2 separate regions of the Rattus norvegicus genome follow, and region 1 is linked to region 2. Evidence: chromatin contacts called from public Hi-C data. All regions are on one chromosome and are shown on one strand. Each heading gives the region's core, a stretch centred on a gene start, on an enhancer-like site or on the middle of the called end of the contact. The rest is flanking DNA. Distances are from core to core; before and after follow the strand shown. Region 1 has its middle 280 kb from the start of Tns1. Region 2 overlaps LOC120094708 (a long non-coding RNA gene).

What was found. A called contact is a pair of places that touch in the nucleus more often than the background predicts.
Region 1: a Hi-C map of Schwann cells shows a contact between it and region 2, with 5 times the contacts expected there. The contact joins two enhancer-like sites. A contact is called at or near these places in 8 of 12 Hi-C or Micro-C datasets (the A7r5 cell line, the Rat2 cell line, Schwann cells and 5 more).

Annotation. Positions count from the first base shown.
Region 1 is chr9:82,868,169-82,873,164 of GRCr8, forward strand. No RefSeq gene overlaps it. Among named protein-coding and RNA genes, the nearest start is that of Tns1, 280 kb to the right of the region's middle. Within about 2 kb of position 1,498, at least 5 of the 93 cell types and tissues checked have an H3K27ac peak or open chromatin away from gene starts, as enhancers often do. A contact at or near this core is called in Schwann cells, where this site is marked.
Region 2 is chr9:82,659,193-82,664,071 of GRCr8, forward strand. It overlaps LOC120094708 (a long non-coding RNA gene), which reads left to right. Exons shown (of 3, transcript XR_005489206.2): 2 at 4,504-4,573. Among named protein-coding and RNA genes, the nearest start is that of Pincl, 210 kb to the left of the region's middle. Within about 2 kb of position 3,374, at least 5 of the 93 cell types and tissues checked have an H3K27ac peak or open chromatin away from gene starts, as enhancers often do. A contact at or near this core is called in Schwann cells, where this site is marked.

The DNA of each region.
Region 1 (4,996 bases), core at 248-2,747, 210 kb after region 2:
ACTGCTTATCACATGAGAAGTGTGGTTCGATCGAGCTGCCCTGAGCTTAGATGGGGATAAAGTTGTACCTAATCGTCAGAGATGAGCAATGGCGAGGCAGACAGTAGCTTATATTCCTAGTTACAATCCTAGAGTGAGTACCCTTCACCCGTCCAGTCTTTATTCTTCAATCAGCTAACCTGCAATCGGAAGGAAACAGAGTCCCAACGTAGAAATAGGAAAGGTGACCATTCCAAGCCTTTTCAGGCCATAAGACCCCAACGCTCTCACTTTTCCAATGGAGAAAGTGCTTTCTGGAGAGAAGAGACTTGCCGGGGTTGTATGGGTAGTCCGGGAATCCCACAGGGATCCAGTAGAGTCCTCCCATCAACCCCCGGGGGGCGAAAGTCAGACATAGGGGGTGCGGGGGGGGGGGGTAGAGGAAGGGAGCATCTCACGTTCCTTAATAGGCTGGAGCAGTCCACCCACTCTCAAAACTGGCTCAAGAAGCAGCTAAGAATGGATCTTGAAAACCATTTACGCTCGCCCACCGTGCCTGCCCTCCCATGGACCTTATCCCTGAGGCTCTGAGTCACCTGCTGGGCCCAAGGAACGGAGGTGAGAGTTCAGATGGTCTCTGAATAAGCGCGCGGGGGGGGGGGGGCGGCATTCTGTCAGAAAAGGGGCTCAGAGTGCCAGTCTAATCCATGCCATTCTGACAGACAAGGTTGTGTGTAAGCAGCTTCGGTTTTAAAAGATTAGGAGGCAAGTACTGGAGTGGAAAGAAACCTTACTGAGTCAGTTCCACCGACAGTACCACACTGCCCTCTGCTGGTCAGATGAGAGAAGGCATAGAGGCTGGATGAATCACACTGAGACCCTGTGTGGATCACAGGATTTCTTACCTCCTTTTCTAAGGTGAAACAGAGATACGGGGAGTTATGGAGGGCTGCTTCCATCCTCAGAAACCCATGCTGTCTTCAAGCAACACAGACTTCCCTCAGTGCCTGGCACCAAGGACATCCCCTCCTGACTCTATGTCTTTGCAATGTGCCAGCCTTTGAACCTCTAGTTTCCTATTCCAAAGCCAGTGCTTAGAACCCAGAGCACTCAATATCCTGCATGACTTACTCTGCCTTCTTTGCACTAGAATAAGATGTCATATCTAAACTTGGGGACATTTTCCTTTCCAGTCGCTGAGGACAGCCCCCAGGCTAAGGAAGACACATCCTGCTTGAGCTAAGGGACAAGAAAGGGTCCTCATCTCTGGGATGAACCCAAGGCCCTCGAACTTCCAGAAGCATTGAGCATCAGCTCCATAGCAACCTAGGAAAGAGATAGCAAAGGCCAGAACCCATCCCTGCAGCTTGAGTGTTTTCACCCTGTCCCCATGGTAACAAACCTTCCCCCATGCTCCCATGTCCTGCCCTTTGCACACTGGGTAGTTCAGAGCAGCACACCCTGCAGCTGGCTGACCAGCTTCCAGGCATGGGCTCAACTTGGGCCATAGTTTCCCGAACCCCTGTGCAGACTCAGGAGCCACTGCAGCTGACAGGACTACGTGACAAGAGTGATTCACACACCGCCACCCTGACCATCTTTCTCTCTCTCTTCCTCTCTCTCAGCCATCACAAAAGTCTCAACACAGAGCAGCATTGTCCCCAGGGTCAGGAGGGGCTGGAAACCAAAGGGAACTGAGAAGACAAGCCTGGAAAGGGATGGTTTGCCAGACGACGCATGCGCCTCCTCGTGCCGGCCAAGCCCACTTCCTGCCTGTCTCCAGCTTCATAGCTCAAGTTTATATCTCCATCCCAGAAAACCCACTTGGGCTTGGCTTGTTGGCATCTCCCACTTTCTACTCTCTGCCTCGCCCTGCGTTGCTCTGAAAATTGTGCACAGGCTATTTCCTTTTTCTTCTCCAGCGCATTCTTCTTTAAAGCCTGTAAGATAAAAACAACGTCCTGAAAATGCTGCCTTTAAGGGTGCCCGTCCTCTCTCTTCTGTTCCCTACACCTAACCAAATCTGCTGTGATTGGTCGGTGTGAGCAAGGCCCTCTGCAGCAGGGAGCGATGGTAGATGAAGGAGAATCTGGGGGAGTCTTGATGGGGTATGACAAAGGCAGGGTGATGGTACAGTGACGAATTGGGGACATTACTCCAGTTCTCTCCATAGTCCGTGACTATGACGATTGTCAACCATAGATTGTTGAGAATAAATCTCTAGTTAAATAAACACCGGGGACCAGAAAAGGCCTTAGGAGGCCAAGCATTTCATTCACTGAGAAGCGGATCCTCAGCCAGAGCAGACCAGAGGTTGGCAAATCCGTCTGCACCTGTGCGAAACAGCTCAACTCCTTAGAAAGCTCTTTGGACATCAGCTCAAAAATCTACCCCCAGCACCAAACTGTAAAGGGGGCCAGCCTTCTCCACTCTTCTTGGTATCCGTGCCCTTTATGTGCAGTCTAGACATTTGGAGCTTATGTTACAACTTACTCAGGTTAAATGTGATGCCATGCCATTAACGCGCCTGAGCTCGGAGGGGCTTCTCATTCTCCCCAGATCAAACCCCATCTCCTCTTAAGAAGATGGATAAACAAGGAAAACTGGTTCCTCTTAGCTTCTGCCACCTGTGAGCAAATAAGTGCAGACCACCTGGTGACTGATTGCTGAGAGCTAGGGAACAAACCCCAGCCCAGGGCTGTAGACCCACCCAGCTGAGCCCCATCCAAATTACCAGCTCTCAGAATCACAGACTAAATCCATGACTATTGCTTTTGTCAGTAAATTAATGGGTGTTTACCTACCTACGAAAAAGGAGGAAAGGGATACATCCCATCTAAGCCCCCTACGGCTGTGCTAGATACAGAAGAGTCTTGTCCCTCCTGTGTGAGGAGGGCCCTTTAAATAGGAAAGTAAGTCTCTTTGCCTCTAAGTCTCAGCATGGCTCCTGGGGGGGGGGTCATCCAAGCTAGCTCCCTCCTCGAAGGAAAAGTCATGCACCCAGGTGGCCTTTACCCTTTCCACTACTTAGTGCCTGCCCAGTAGCAACATCAGAAGAATTCCTCCGGTGTCAGCATCCTCCAGTGACACCCTGTCCACCTCGAGGGGCACTCTGACTATCCCAGAACTCCAAGAGTCCAATCTCTCAGCACATGTAATTGGAAATTAAGAGACGTGGAAAAACTGAGTTGAGGAGGGCACCAAACTCACCATAAAAACATTGAAATCGATTAATCCTCAAAGCCACCTTCTGACCCAAATCTAAACTGCCCAGAAAATCTCCCAAACAAATGTGGTTAAGCAGGCTTCCCATAGAGGCTTGCCCCATGGCCAGAACAAGGGAGGAGCCAGGGGCTGGCTTCCAGCATCCACTCCACATGGAGTCAACATGGCACACTGGACTTGGGCTTGGGGTCTGAAGAGGAAGGTCATCGGCCCCACCACAGGAGCCAGTGCAGACCATGGCAGCATCCCTCAGAACCAGGCCCAGCAGGAAGCAGTGTGGTGGGGAACGGCCGGCTGCCATCAGTGAGGTTGTCTGGCCAATGGCCATGCTGCAGCCTGCAGCCTGCCAGTTTCAAAGCAGTCCTCACAGCCTGGCTTCCTGTTTTTTTCTTTGCACTCCCTGTGTGTCATGGCACAATTATTCTGAGAGATGTTCTCAAAATGGGCTCGATGTCCAATTTTCTTTCCCTAATAACAGTGCGGGGGGCGGAAGGGGGGTGTAAGGGTGAGGAAGGCAGAAAGACAGGAAGAACTCTAAACCTCAGAAAAGGATAGAAACAACTTCAAAATTCAAATTTTCAACGAGAATATCAAAGTCATCTATTCCACAGTCTACCCTGTACCTACCCGAGCTGTTCCCCTCCCACGGGCCACACCATGGAGGCTGAAATGAACAAGAAGACTTTGGGGAGAGGGGCCATAGAAGACTTTGAAACTCCCTTCCTAGAGCCTAGAACTCATCGGCAAGGATGGTGACAAGGTCAAGTGGCCGGTGGCACAGACCTGGAATGCTGCCTTCCAGACTATTTCTCAACCACATAAGTGGCTTTGGCAGGACTCAACACGCAACAAAGAATAGCTCTGCCCTATAGGACTCCTCTGTCTGCTTCTGGGTAGAGTCTTCAGGTCTCATCCCATGCTCAGGAAAGAATTTATGATCCTGTCAGAAGGTAGAGGCCCAGGGGATGAATGTGTTCAAGGTCTTCACTGTGTCTTGCTATTAGATTGGGCGTTGATTGGTTAGGATGTATCTGTGAGTATGAATGCAGCGGCAGAGGGAACCTGGGGAGATAACCCAGTCAATAAAGTGCTTACCTTGCAAACACCGGGACCTGTGTCTGACTGATCCCAAGAACCTCCATACACAACAAAGCCAGGTGTGGTAGGTCATATTGGCAATCCCAGAGAGTAGAGGTGGAGGCAGGAGGATCTCTGGGGCTCACTGACTGGCTAGCCTTCCTAAGCTACTATGTGAGTTCTAGGCCAGTAAGAAACCCAGTCTCTGGAAAAAGTGGCTAGCTGAGAAAACACCTGAGGTTGTCCTGTGGCCTCCACACTTATGCACGCTCACATACGCATGCACCTGCACATGCATGCACACACACAACACACACACACACACACACACACACACACACACACACACACGTCTACATGTGACTAGCCTAAGCTTGCCCAGGGTTCACCTTTGAGTGTGTATACTAAACTTGGTACTTGTGAGAGCCCACCATGTGTGAGCATAAACAAATACCTATTACCTATAAGTTCAGTACCGATGTTTCTAAGAGCCGGTGAATATATGCACTTGTTGGGTGAATTGGGCATGAAGCTGGATCTTCTGTGTATGTGTTCACACAAGCACAATCCTGCCCCATTCATGCTTTGCCACAAGAATGCTCATCAGGTGTAGGCATGTGTGCTGCCTGTGACAAGGTCTGCCTGTGCCCACCGTGCCTCAGTCCACCCATATGGACTGGGTGCCTGGCCTGCCCCCATTGCCTCCTCCTTTCCC
Region 2 (4,879 bases), core at 2,124-4,623:
AAATGGCAGAACCAAAATGAGAATGGGATCTGAGCATGCCCAGAAGAGAGTCTCCACACTGAGGGAGAGCCCATTAGAAATCGGAGAGACAAGCAGAGTTGCTTTTAAAACATGACTAGTATAATAAACCAGGGTAGAGTGGTATTGAGAAAGAATACTAAAAATCCACCAAGCTCAGTGATGCTAATCCCTAACTACATTCTAAATATTTGTTCTTACACCCACCGGTAAGTATACTCCCTTTTCACCCCTCATGAAGGAAGTTTCACTTTGCAACAGACAGAAAAACACAAGCAACAAAATGCAGAGGGTGCCAGTACCAGACGATACATCTGTAATACAAGTCCTGCACCTAAGGCTCAGGACAAATTGGGGTAATGAGGGTGGGGAGATTGTAAGCCAAAGGAATAAGGAATTTGCCTTGAGACTGGGACTCTTAGAAATCTCAGAAGCTATGCTCATGACGTCTCACCAACATGGCTGTCTAAACATGTGCCAAACAGGACAGCACCAATAGACGTGCTGATGTGGATAGGGAAAGCCTCAACCCTAGACAAAGAGCCACAGGCAGTCAAGGAATGATGCCATGGGAAGAGATCATCTTCCCACACTAATTGGTTATCCAATACCGAATGGTCAGTACTAAAAACATACATACTAGTAACATTATAGAGCCTGAGTGGGTTGTTTTTATGTATTTAGGAGTGTGTGTGTGTGTGTGTGTGTGTGTGTGTGTGTGTGTGTGTGTGTATTTTGTGCATTTTGTGTGAACAACAATTAAAGAAAGGATTTAAAAGAAAGATGTGAGTATATAGGAAAGTGTCGAGAGAAGAAAGGGAAGGAAGAAATTATAAAATTTTATTATAATCCAAATCCAAATCTTTTTAAAATTTATTTATTTTATCTTATTTTTTGGCTGTTTGTTTGTTTATTTGTTTGCTTTTAAGTCAGGATTTTTCTGTGTAGCCGACATTATCCTGGAACCCCCTTTGTACACCAGGCTGGCCTCAAACTCAGAGATCTACTTGCCTCTGCCTCCCAAGCCTGGGATTAAAGACATGTGGACCATGCCAGGCCTTAATTTTTTTAATAGAAATTTTTTAAAAAAATGATAATTGCTTTGCTGATCTATTAAAAAGGAACAATTCACTTTTGTTGCAGAATAAAGGTTTTTCTGATAATACCTACCAAGTCAATAAGTCCCCATTGCTCCTTTTCAAATTGGCATGTTGCTGGTAATGGAAATTATCATTTTAGTCATTTCTGGCTTTTTATGGTGCTTAAATTGCCATTTTTCATTCTCAAAAACATTAAGCTCTTTTTAATAGCATTTGTCAGTTCTCCAAACAGCACATCTGCCTTAATCACCCATTCCTGGCAAGATGACATTTAAACTAAATTTTACATTTATATTCAAAGGCACTGGAAACATTCTAGAACTTCAAAGTAAATTTAAAGTAAATCTTCACTATTAAGAAAAATCAGACATTTACATTTAAATTCGAAGACAAAGTAACCTCGTTTGGGATTAGACTCAACTAGCATTTGTATCCCAGAGTATGGGAAGGAAACCAGAAGCACCCATCAGGGGAAGAGCTCCCCATGCTTAGGAACAGAAACTTCAAGGTTACTGCTAAACCACTGAAACTCTGATGCTAATGAGGAAAATGGGTTTCATCGTGTGCTATAAGGAGGAGTAACAAAAAGGAGACACTCCCCACCCCCACTAAATTATTACAAGGTTCTCAAAGAAGCAGCTAAACACTCTGAGAAAATATGACAAAGTATCTGGTTTGGGACACAGTACGCCACTGTTAACCAGTTACTTTGCAAATTGCCCACCTAACAGAGTCCAAGAGCGTCTGCATCTGAGAGGAGATTACCGTTCAGAATGGTGTTCTTTCTGACTGAGCCAGATGCTGCTTCCCTGTGGTACTCCTCCTGAAGACGGTCACACGGCTTAGCTTTAACATCACACATGAGCAGCAAGTCAACTGTGCTGATACAGGGGTGCAAGACAAGTTCCCCACCCCAAACGCTCTCCTGGGGAAGGAAATTAGATATTTGAAATAATAACAACTATCAAACGGCACCACCATAATAAGCTCTCTCATTGACAGGGCTGATAGCATAGGGACAATGATCAATACAGAATGTAAAAGGAGAAACTCAAAGGAGCTATAAACCAGCAACTACACTCAAGCTGCAGAACCTCCCAGACAGAGAACCTACTCAGGTCTCATTTCCAGGGCCAGTGAGAAGCTCCATGGGTAAAGGTATTTACCCACCGAACAGCAGGAGAGACCTGAGAGCACTCGTGACAAAATGGAGGCTATTGTTCGTGTTTTTGCTCCCCTAAACAAGCTTATTTGACCCATGTGCTTGGGATGTGCTTGATCACATGTGGGTGGGAGGTACATGGGCAGGACATAGTCAGGATGCATGCTCGTCCATGATTGGATCTGAGGGGAAATGTGGTGAATTCTGGGCTTTGTCTTTGTTTGTTTGTTTGTTTGTTTGTTTGTTTGTTTTGAGCAGGGTTTCTCTCTATAGGCCTGGCTGGCCTAGAACTTGGTCTGTATAAGAGGCTGACCTGGAACCCTCAGAGATTCACCTGCCTCTGTCCCCCAAGTGCTGGGATAAAAGGCGTGGGCCACCACCATCCAGATGGTTTTGCCATTTTAAGCCTCAGCAAAATGTGACTCATGGCCCTTTCCTGAGAACCTGAGTATGGACCTGGCCAGTATTTAATTAAAGCTTGCTTCAAATTTGGCAAGTTTGGTCTTAGTCTCAACACATGGGATTGACAGAACAAACTTCTGAAAGTTGTTCTGTGTATGGTCTTCACACAGAGACTGCAGCTACGCATGTACACACACACACACACACACACACACACACACACACACTGATCATAAATAAAATCCTTGTTAAAAAGAGATCTCATTCTCCAATGTCATAGGCTATTTGTGCTAATGTTTTATTCTTTTGGGGCTCAATGCAATATCCATCAAATAGTAAACTGGGTATGCCCTACGGTGATATCTGTTCAACCATAACAGGGAAATGTTCCTAATTTAGGGAGACCTGAACTACAAGAAGGATGAGTTCCCGTGCAGGGCCTGAGACTGCCCAGCCAGCATGGGGTACGGCTCTGCAGCACCACAGAGGAGAAGAGACACCCATGTGCTAAGCTCCTCCCAAACATGCCACCTTGGTCATTTGCACATGACCTCCTACTGATTCTTAACAACCTTGTGAGCAGACAAGGTATACACTCACATCTGCAGCCCAGACTCTGCCTCCCTCCCAACATCCAGTCATCAACTGTGTGTTGGCTCCCTTGAAATGCCTCTTTTCACAAGGCCTTGTCTGTCCTCCCAGTTACACCACCACCCACCCTCAGCATCATATGAATCTGACTTAGCACAGAATCATACAGATGGGAGGAGCCGGGTGAGTTTCCAGTTTTATTTGTCATTCTTTATCAGATTCCTAACAGAATACGGAGAGAACTCACTCACCACTTGTCAAATGGCAACATCAGTAGCCAGACTTTCCTGGATATGATCCTGATCTTCCTCTAGCAGACAATAAAACTAAGGAAAGGAGATCTAATAGGTTCCCAAGAACACATGGCTAGGAAGGGCCAGGATTTGAACCCTGGCATCTAAGAGTGGTAGGATAGTGTTTGACCGAACATATTGATTACCTCCTGTATCCTGCACATTGTACCTGTAGCTGCTTAACTTTTGATGCGTTTAAGAGTCTCCATCCTGGAAAGCTGCTATTTAGAGCTGCTGCCACCAAAGTTTGCAGAAGCCCAAAACAACAAGAGCTAGTTGGATCTGAGATTTTAATACAGTTTGTCTAACTTCAATACCGTTTTCTTCCCACTGCTCCACTGTAAGATACCAAGAGTAGTAACAGTAATAATAGTACCATAACTACATAGCACATGTCTGCTCAGACTACAGACTATTCTTACCAGCCGACCAGCCTCCCTGATAAACAGGAAACGTTACCTTTTTGTTTTTACTTGTACTCGTGGTAAAGCTGTGAGTCTGAGAAATTAAACCACCTATCTAACTCCACACAGCTGGTCAGTAAAATGTCTTAGAGGATACCCACGCTGTGCCATCCAACATGGTAGCCGCTGGATACCCTAATTCATTAAGACAAGGTAAAAACCGAAAAGCTAGCTCCTTGAACTCACCAGCTAGGCTTTAAGTGCTCGGCAGTCTCCTGCAGTAGGTGGTTTCCCTACTAAAGAGCACAAACAGGATGTTCCTATTTATATAGGAAGCATCCCACACACAGTACTACACCCTTGCCACTATAGATAAGCAACAAAAGCAGCCCCGGGATTCTAAGAAACACAGAGTCTCAGGTTGCTCTCAGACCTAGTCGGTCACACCTGCCCTTCAGCATGCTCCTCGGGAGGCTCCTGATCACGTGGTCTGTGAGAAACACTGGCTTAGTCACTTCCTCTTCGTTTTGCAGATGAGAAACTGAAGTCCAAAATGATGAACAACTTGGCTAAATCACTTGTGGGGTTGGAAGAGGACTCAGGGTAAGTAGCCAAGACTCTAACCTCTGCTGCCCTGCTCCAGAGTAGGCACGGGGCCAAAGCAGCCTTGGTAACGCCTGAAAGTAGAATGGGGAAGGTGGGTGCTAGCATCCCCTCCATGCAACTACAGATGAAAGGAGAAATAGTGTTTGCCCCTAATCCAATAAAAGGGAGGTAATGCTAATGTCAAAGGCCTCCATGAAGACTGTGAAGGGACTGCACTGGCTTTTGGTCTCTTATCCAAGCTGAGGTACAATACAGAGGGTGAGGGGCTGAAGCAGGGTAGTATTCTTCTGAGATCCAGGACTG